2 separate regions of the Rattus norvegicus genome follow, and region 2 is linked to region 1. A link is a contact called in public Hi-C data. All regions are on one chromosome and are shown on one strand. Each heading gives the region's core, a stretch centred on a gene start, on an enhancer-like site or on the middle of the called end of the contact. The rest is flanking DNA. Distances are from core to core; before and after follow the strand shown.

Evidence for each region. Hi-C and Micro-C count contacts between places; a contact is called where the count stands out from the background.
Region 2: a contact with region 1 is called in a Hi-C map of psoas muscle, with 5 times the contacts expected there. The contact joins two enhancer-like sites. A contact is called at or near these places in 2 of 12 Hi-C or Micro-C datasets (frontal cortex and psoas muscle).

The regions. Positions count from the first base shown.
Region 1 is chr8:86,990,812-86,995,301 of GRCr8, forward strand. It overlaps a transcript of Mlip not described here. Among named protein-coding and RNA genes, the nearest start is that of Mlip, 21 kb to the left of the region's middle. Within about 2 kb of position 3,045, at least 43 of the 93 cell types and tissues checked have an H3K27ac peak or open chromatin away from gene starts, as enhancers often do.
Region 2 is chr8:87,077,689-87,082,333 of GRCr8, forward strand. It overlaps a transcript of Mlip not described here. Among named protein-coding and RNA genes, the nearest start is that of Mlip, 110 kb to the left of the region's middle. Within about 2 kb of position 2,458, at least 3 of the 93 cell types and tissues checked have an H3K27ac peak or open chromatin away from gene starts, as enhancers often do.

The DNA.
Region 1 (4,490 bases), core at 1,795-4,294:
AGTGCTTATCTGACTCAGATTGAAAGGTGGAAAGCCCAAGACTAAAAGGACCAAATCTGGCAAGGACCTTCTACCAGCACCGTAACACACCAGAAGCAGCAGAAGCGAAAGCAGGAGGAGGAAGAAGAGAAGGAGACATGAGCCAATAAGAAAGGCTTGCAGGCCAAGCCTATCCAACCCCACTTCCACACAGGGGAAGTGGATGACATAGTCTTCACAGCCCAATGACCTCCTAAAGATTCTACCTGTCAACACTGTTAAGAAATCTGTTAAATTTCAATGGTAGTTGTGGGACATTCAAATCATAGCATCTAGAGAAAATACACACACACACACCTTTCCCTCCCTTGTATTTTCTTCAGAGGAAACAAATAATTACACCTAAATTCTCAAACCATCTTGCTTAAACTAAATATGTAAAGTGCATAAAATACATTATCTTTTAAAATGTTGCATTTTTCTCTTGAACTAAGGCAAAGTAAACATGAGGGTATGGCCTCTGCTGAAGGTCCCCAGTGCCGATGCAGCTCCTGGGCAGGGGTGACCAGCAAACTCAGCCCACGCGGGTGTTCTGCATTGCACACATTCCCCCAAGCAGACTTCAGAACATGCAGGAGGCCACATCCACTGATAACAGGTTTCCAGACACAAGACCCTTCTTACACAACAGAGGAATTTAAACAATAAATTAATGAATAAAAATGCATTTTTCCCAAAATCTGAAAGTATCTTTCTTACAATTTTTTCTCTTAATTGAGCCACTAATTGGAAGCACCAGCCTGTTGAGATTCAACATATTTTCACTTAGACTAAGTAGTTTCAGGATCCCCACAACAGCACCCCTGATTCTCTTCCTCCTCTCTGCATTCATGAACAGCTGCCCCCAGTGAAGAATCAGGAGAACTTGACAGCTTTTAAAAGCAGTCGGCAGACAAGAAGGATGAAGCAAAGAAGTGCAGGCTGACAGGAACCGCATGTAGATCTCTCCTGAGAGACACACCCAGAATACAGCAAATACATAGGCGAATGCCAGCAACAAACCACTGACCTGAGAACAGGACCCCCGTTGAAGGATTCAGAGAAAGAACTGGAAGAGCTTGAAGGGGCTCGAGACCCCATATGTACAACAATGCCAAGCAACCAGAGCTTCCAGGGACTAAGCCACTACCTAAAGACTATATACATGGACTGACCCTGGACTCTGACCTCATAGGTAGCAATGAATATCCTAGTAAGAGCACCAGTGGAAAGGGAAGCCCTGGGTCCTGCTAAGACTGAACCCCCAGTGAACGAGATTGTTGGGGGGAGGGCAGCAATGGGGGAAGGATGGGGAGGGGAACACCCATATAGAAGGGGAGCGGGAGGGATTAGGGGGATGTTGGCCTAGAAACCGGGAAAGGGAATAACACTCGAAATGTATATAAGAAATACTCAAGTTAATAAAAAAAAAAGTCTCCTAAGCAAAAAGAGCCCAGGTCCAGATGTAAATAAGAAATACTTGAGTTGGGGTTGGGGATTTAGCTCAGTGGTAGAGCGCTTGCCTAGGAAGCGCAAGGCCCTGGGTTTGGTCCCCAGCTCCGGAAAAAAAAAAAAAAAAAAAGAACCAAAAAAAAAAAAAGAAAGAAATACTTGAGTTAATAAAGAAAAAAAGGAAAAAAAAGCGGTCATCAGAGATCTAGAGCCATTATTTTACCATCTTTGTCTTCATCTTTTCCTCACATATTTCCTTTTTACCAAATGGCATTTCTATTTGTTGAACAACTTCCTTCTACGAAAGCACCCACCTCCTCTGAGTCTCCGAGTCATCAGAACGAATTCATCAATAGATATTCTAAACCGAAGTCAAGCCGCAGTAAATATTCAGAAATTTTACCTCCTCTGCAGTTTAAACACTTGGGGTAATCCTTTAACTTCATCATCTTCCCTCACAGATTCAGAAGCAATAAAGTTCATATAAAGGCTGCTTTGAGGTTGGGCACGTTAGTCAGGACCTTCTGCAAACCAGACCCCCTCTCCTCAGTTGCACTCATTGCTTGCAGTGTCTTAAACAAATATTGACTGAGCACTAGCCCAGCTACAGCCATGGTGCTACATCTTGGGAAACAGTCATGGGTCATGGCGAGGACCTTCTACATGAAATTAATTGATGTAGAATGAAAGACCCAAAATGTGGACAGTGCTACCAGCCTACGGGTTAGGGTCCTGAACCGAATAAAAATGAGGAGGGGCCTGAGCATCAGCACCCACCTCTCCCTGAGTCCTGACCACAGATGCAGCGCGATCACCCACCTCACTGCTGCCATGCCTTCCCCACCATGATGGATTGTAGCCTCACACAATGGGCTAAAAGAAAGTCCGCCTTCCACAACTTCCTTTGTCAAATGTTTTCTCCCACCAATACAAAAGGTTACTAAGACAAAAGTAAAATAAAATTTTCCACACACACTCGTAATAAGTGAGTTAAGGGAAGAACACATTAGAGTTCAGTTTTGGATGTGTTGGGTTAGCGAGACCTTTCATATATCCAAGAGAAAGGGCTGAATCAGGAGTTGAACGTAAGTCTGGTATTCGCATACAGGGTGTGGGGATATAAATGGTGTGGACAAGACACAAGGAGTGTTTATAGCCTTGAGATAAAATTATATTGTATAACCAAGTAATAAAAGTAGTTAACAAGCAATCATATGGGAGAATGGAGGCTGAAAACCATAGTGTGTCTCCAGGACACCTTCAGTAGCTCAGCTTGGGGACTCAGGATGGGGAAGCTGAGCTGTGGAACCTGATGCGGTGAGACATCTCAGAGAGATGGGCCTGGAATGCAGCCTAAAAAAATATCTTCTTTAGAATTCCAAAAGAAGAACGGGAGCCATGGACTTCCAGACATCTACATAAGGCAAGGTGAAGCTGGATTCACTTACACAGTGCCTCTTGGAGGGGGAGGGAGCAAACGGAAGGCTTTGAGCAGAAGCTAGCACACTGGAAGCATAGATACGAAGATGGACATGAATAGCTGCTTGTGTGAGGGTAAGTGCTAGTAGGCAGCTCCTTACACAATGACCTTTTCAAAGGAAAAGGATCAGCACTTGGCAGGCTGAAGGCTTCTCACAGTATACTGCAGCTGTGCTTTCCAAACTGATCAGGCTCGCCCTGCTGGCTCTCCCTGCTTAATCTCGGGGATTGCTTTTGTTTACCTGTATCCTAGCTATAAATGAGAAACCTGCCATTTCCAAATGTCCCCACCCCCACCCCGCTGAATTCTGACTTCGCCAGAAATAGCGATGATGATCGGAGTGAAATAATGAACATGAAATTCAAGCCAACGTGCACCTACTGCTTACTGTATGCAAAATGTTTCCAAGTACCTTCTCATTCTGACTTTATAGAAACCATAAACTAAACGCTGGCATTATCCACATTTTAAAGGGGTGAATTCTAATGCTGGACAATAATAAATTCACCTTCACCAAGGTTGTACACGAGGCCAATTATAGGCTTGGCACAGTCCAGGTCTTTTGGACTTCGTATCCTTGTGACATTAATCACTACGGTGCAGTGTTTCTCAGGGTACTCCTCTCACAGGTGACACTGTGCTGCTGTCATGAGGAAGGCTGAGACATGACTGTCACTCATCTGGATCTCAGCCTCAGTAGTTTGTTTAAGGGGCCCTCATTTGGAGCCGTGATTTGCTGGAAACAAACAGGAGTCTGGTTTCTAATGAGAAACTGTCTGAAGCCCAGAGTCCATTCATTTGAAATCACATCTAAGTTATTGGGCCTTTTAAGAACCATGTACTTGTGACAAATGTGAAGTCATTCAAAGTTACGTCTTTGAAGACTCCTCTCAAGGAGCCTTCAAGTCTTGACATACTTAGCTTTTAGACAGAAAATAAATGAGGCATAGAAAAATTTACAGAAATTCACAGTAGATGCATATATGGAGCCTTTGTTCACTATTCTAATGTCTCCCTGATGCTGAGATTACAAAGGCCTTTACAATAAGCAGGTTCTACCGCACACAGTTAAAGCAGCCACGCTCGGGGAACAAGCTAAGAATCTCTAAAAATATACTGATCTCTCTTATTCTCTGAAGAACTCAAAGAGGGGAAAAAAAGCCTAAAATTGCAAGAATACTTTTTTCTCTCCTTACTTACACAAATATAAAGAGATTCTCAGCTATTCCTACATGCCCATGTCCCATCCACCCACCCTGCTCAAAGACACTGAGAACAATCAAATCACTCTGGGATGCATTCACAGGGGATTAGATAAATCTTCCTCTGCCCATCTCTTTTCCCTTCCAGCTAGGTAATATGACCCTGACGGCAGAGCAAAGCCTCCCATAAAAGCTGCAGGAACATTCTGTACCATGTATTAAACCAACAGCCAATGCTGCTCTGTCCCACAATCAACACAACCGATGCTCTTCTCAGTACTGTGCAGAATGCTTATTCTTAAGGGGAAGCAGCCATAGCAAAATAGATGATGAAACTT
Region 2 (4,645 bases), core at 1,208-3,707, 86 kb after region 1:
AAACTAATCAAAATGAATTTCTCTCTAGATTAAAAATACTGTGGGGTAATATATAAACTTATATATTCTAATATATGTTATTTTTAAATTCAAAGCGAGTCAATCATTAAACATAAAGAGAAAAATTTAAGTCTCCATCTTCTTATGTCATGTAGTCTGTTAGAATTCTAATCATCAGGTGCCTTGTTCACCTCCCCAGAGAGCTCCTTTTTCCTAAACAGTATTCATGACGTTCCAAAATTACCTGCGGCCTTGCTGTGCATCTAACAAGTTTGAATATGATATGAGTTAAAGCCCGTGCTCCCTTGTTATTGTTAGATGATGTCACTGAACCTTCAATACTCCAGACAACCAGACTGTCTCTCGAGACGCATCACAATAACACAATAGGAGCTAATAGCTTTCTACCACAAACCACATTATGTTAGAATGCCCTAAGGTACATGAATATTTTTACTGGTTAATATAGGAATAGTTTTTTTTTTAATTTCAAGATTTCAATTACTATAAATGTGCCTAACCTTTTTGGCTAATACACTGTAAATAAGAGTTGCTCTGAACAAGAGGCAGGATATTGTGCATTGGTTTTTGCTTATTTTTAACACATATTAAATAAATTTAATTTTAAAACAATGAAAAGCTGGTTTTAAACTACTCCAAAATTTACCTTACGCTCTAGATTTTTGTGACACCTGGTTTGAAGTTGCTGTGCCAGTAGATGCAAGTCACATATAAACTGACATATAAAATCAAAAGACTAACTTACCATTATACTATGTGGTCTCCTAATTACATTCCAGAGCATACAGTTCTTCAGAACGCTCAACCGCCCCTGACAGCATGTTAAGACACGTCACACTCATCCATTAGCTTAAGACACTACATAGCTCCAATGTGTCCCACAGAGGCATGATCAGTACAAGTGTCGAAAAGTGCTTTCTGTAGTGTTTTCTGAATGTTCCTCGGTATACCCACTTCTGGAGGAAGTCATTCAAACAAATCAGAGTTCCTAAGAATACAGGACAAGGAGAAAAAATTCCTAACATCTGTGGTGGTGGAAATGACCTCACTGAAACAGGACACAAATAGCCCCTCCCCTCCCCCACCCCTACTGCCTTCCACAAACCTTAGCTTTAGTGTTATCTGCCTTTACAGGTTCCACGACTAAGAAGTCAGCATGCATCGTAGCTGGTTTCTCAGGGGTTGACGATGGAGTTGTAAATGCACGTAAACTGTCTTTTCACTACAGTGTTTGGAAGTTTGCTATGATATCCACCTGGTTATGCATGGCTTCACTTAGCACTGACAGCTGTAGAAACTTGGAAAGATCTTTTTTTTTTAAGAATTTTTCACATTATCAATTAGATGAAAAGGAAAGTAGCACCCGGGAATCTTTACTGTTGGCTGCCAGACAGCAGCGACTTCAGGGCGAAGAGAAAAGCCAACATTTAAAAGTCGATGGGACTGGAAATATAATTCCATGGATAGAATGTTTATCATCCTGATATGACAAGTGGAACTCCAGTCTCCAGCACCCACATCAAAGTCAGATAGGTGGGTCCCTGCCTCCCATCACAGTCCGTAGGAGACAGCAATGGGGGGGGGGGGGGTCTCTGGAGTGAGCTTGGCAGGCCAGACCAACTGGAATCAGCAAGTGCCAGGTTCAGCTACAGATTCTGCCTCAATCTGTCAAGTAGACTAAAACACTGAGAGAGATATCCAACATCAACTTTGGCCTTCCACATTCACAAAACATAGCGCATGTGCATCTGCATACATGTAAGCATGTAAACACCCACATCTCGCGCGCGCGCACACACACACACACACACATACCAAAAAGGTAGAAATTTAATTCATTCACCATAGGATGGCACAGAGTTAGGACCACCACTTCCATTTTGTCTGTTTCTAACAGAATAAATTCTGTCTTTCAAAATGCTGCGGGCAGGTGGTTTCCTTATTTATTCGTGCAGATAATAACTTAAAATGGTAAATGAAACTGTGTGTGCTGCCTTCTGGCATGATACATATTATAACATTGTTCATTAAAAATCCAGAGAAATGCAACTTCAATTTAAGCAAGGTACAGATCTCCCCCTTACAAACCTATTCTCCCCTTTAAAAAAAAAAAGTATAAGAAACATTACTATTTATAGTAAGTGTAGTGAATAATTTTCAAAATGAAGTGAACTCCATAGAAAATGTTTTTAAATAATTTTTATCAACATAACTAAAGTAAATGTGGACATTGACAAAGAGAAGAGTGACCCAACCACTAACATGCTTAGATGCGCATCCACAGAACAAGCAGAAGTTCACCATGTTTGGCCTGATTGTTTTTCTGCAATGTTGCAATGTGTTACACATTTCCCAGCTGTCCTATGCAGTAAGCACTGACTATGACTTAGTCTTCTCTTGGTATCAGTATATCAACCTCCCCAGCTCTGAAAGCTCGCCAGACTGTCCATTTCCCCAGACACTAGCTCTTGTATGTGCCTCTGTCCCACACTGCACACGGAAGACTCCTGTGCTCTCTCATCCACTGCCACATTGTCCTCCAGTCTGCTGACAATTAATCAGAGACTAGCCTTAGGCCTCTGCCACAGAGCCATGCCCATGAGTTGTGGGACAGCAGCTCGCTCCAAGGAAACACTTCTTTGCTCACTTTAGATTTATAACTGTTTTCAAGGTAGAGTGGGGCGTGTGAAAAGGTCTGACCTCCCAGAAAGTGAGATGTTAATGCATCAAATCATGTCAAGTAACAAGAGATCCGTTTCACTCTGTGCATTTTCCCCAGGTCTACTGTGTTTATTTGCAAAACTAACTCGGGTTAGAGCTGACCCTAGTTCACAGCAGCTCTGTAGTGACGTATTTTCTACCAAGGTGTTACAACACTCAGCGTTTACACTTGGAGGATCTGGATTTTCTTTCTGCCTTAAAATAAATTTCAACTTTTTCTTTTTACAATTTGTTTGTGAGTATATACATGTATGTACGGGTGTGAGTGCCTGAGTGCATTTGGGGTGTGTGTGTGTGTGTGTGTGTGTGTGTGTGTGTGTGTGTGTGTTGTGTAGTCTTTGGGGTATGTCCTTTTTAACTAAATCAAGCCAAGACAATATGAAAATGAGGTAATGCTGGAGACTCCTCCACACATTACACCTTTTAATTTTCACACAACCCTTCAAACTCGTTATTACCGTTCCCTGTCTTACAAGCACATTAACTGAAGTTCAGAAAGCTGAACAAAATCCCTAAGTTTTTGACTTAGAAGCAGAGCAGCAAGAACGTTCATGCAGATATTTCTGACTCAAAAGATCTATTCCTACATTTGGTTTTTCAATAAAGTCAAAAAGGAAGGTAGTCTGTGGTCAGTCTATGCTACACAGTTTCTCAAAATAATGATGATCTGGGTCTTTTAAGAAAAATCATATATTTTATCCAAAATGTTTTTAAGATCTTGAAATTGTGATATTCAAGAATTTTCAAGTCAAAATGCTTTTTTTTAAGGTTTTAACATCAGTTAGGAGTGTATAATCCTTATCTTCAGATATCCAGAATGATATACTCATAAAAGTTGTCCCTTATTAGAGTCATTCGCACTTGCTGCTGTTAAAATGAAGCATAAATAATTCTAACATTAGCTCTGTGACCACAGTGAATTTGAGAACCAAGTTATCCACCTAAACGCAAGATGTGAACCATGCACAGCACATTCTATTGGAGAGTATAATATACATCATATTGCAGAAAGTAACACTGATATGGTTAACTACAATTAACTGCTTAGTGTCAAAGCAGTGCTGCTTTTACAACTTCTATGGCAAAAAAAAATTTCCAAATTTTTATAATGAGTGAACTTCAGTTCATAAAACTTACTTCAAGAGACATGGAAATATTCTATAAAACTTTCTTTTGGGAATCTCCTTTGTATTTCCCCAGGAAGTTGTCTTCAAACGCTCACTGTTCCTAGTATCAGTCAGTAAAACAATAAACCAAGTGCAGTAAAGGCTCAGAGTAAAGAACGTCAGCTTTGAAAGTGGAAGGAGAACACATCGTTCAGATCGAAGTCGCCCGCTTCCCAGGAATGAAATTTCTGTAGCAGTTTATTACGTCATATTCAAGAAAGCCAGAGAACTCATTCACTTCAAGATTATTGACCAGCCCAAAATGGAAACTGAGACAGGGAAAGAGCTTTTCTAATCTAGGACTGCTTACCTCTCACCCTGTCACTTAAATTTTAAACCTGAGCTTGCAAAATCCCAGGCATCTTACCGTCACTCTCTCCTCTAACTTCTCGTTCTTCTTTAGTGCGTTTCCTTGTTCATGCTTTTCAAATTCCATGTTGAAAGAATGAGAGAGAGGTGGGAAGAGAGAGAATGAAAGAGAGAGGTCCAGATTCTGTCTAGAAACTGATTTGACATGCTTGCATGTTAGATAATGCCGGGCATTCCATGTTGTAAGAGCCTGGGACACTATCAGAAGCCCTGGCGATAATTTCTGGTTAGCTAGTGTTTCCATTTATAGATGTTCAAACCCCATAAACAGAGCACTGAGGAGAAGTCAGGCAGCTGGCCCTACATAATGATAAATGTCACTAAACATGAAAGCAACCCTTCAGCAGGAGAACATCCAACAAGTTTGG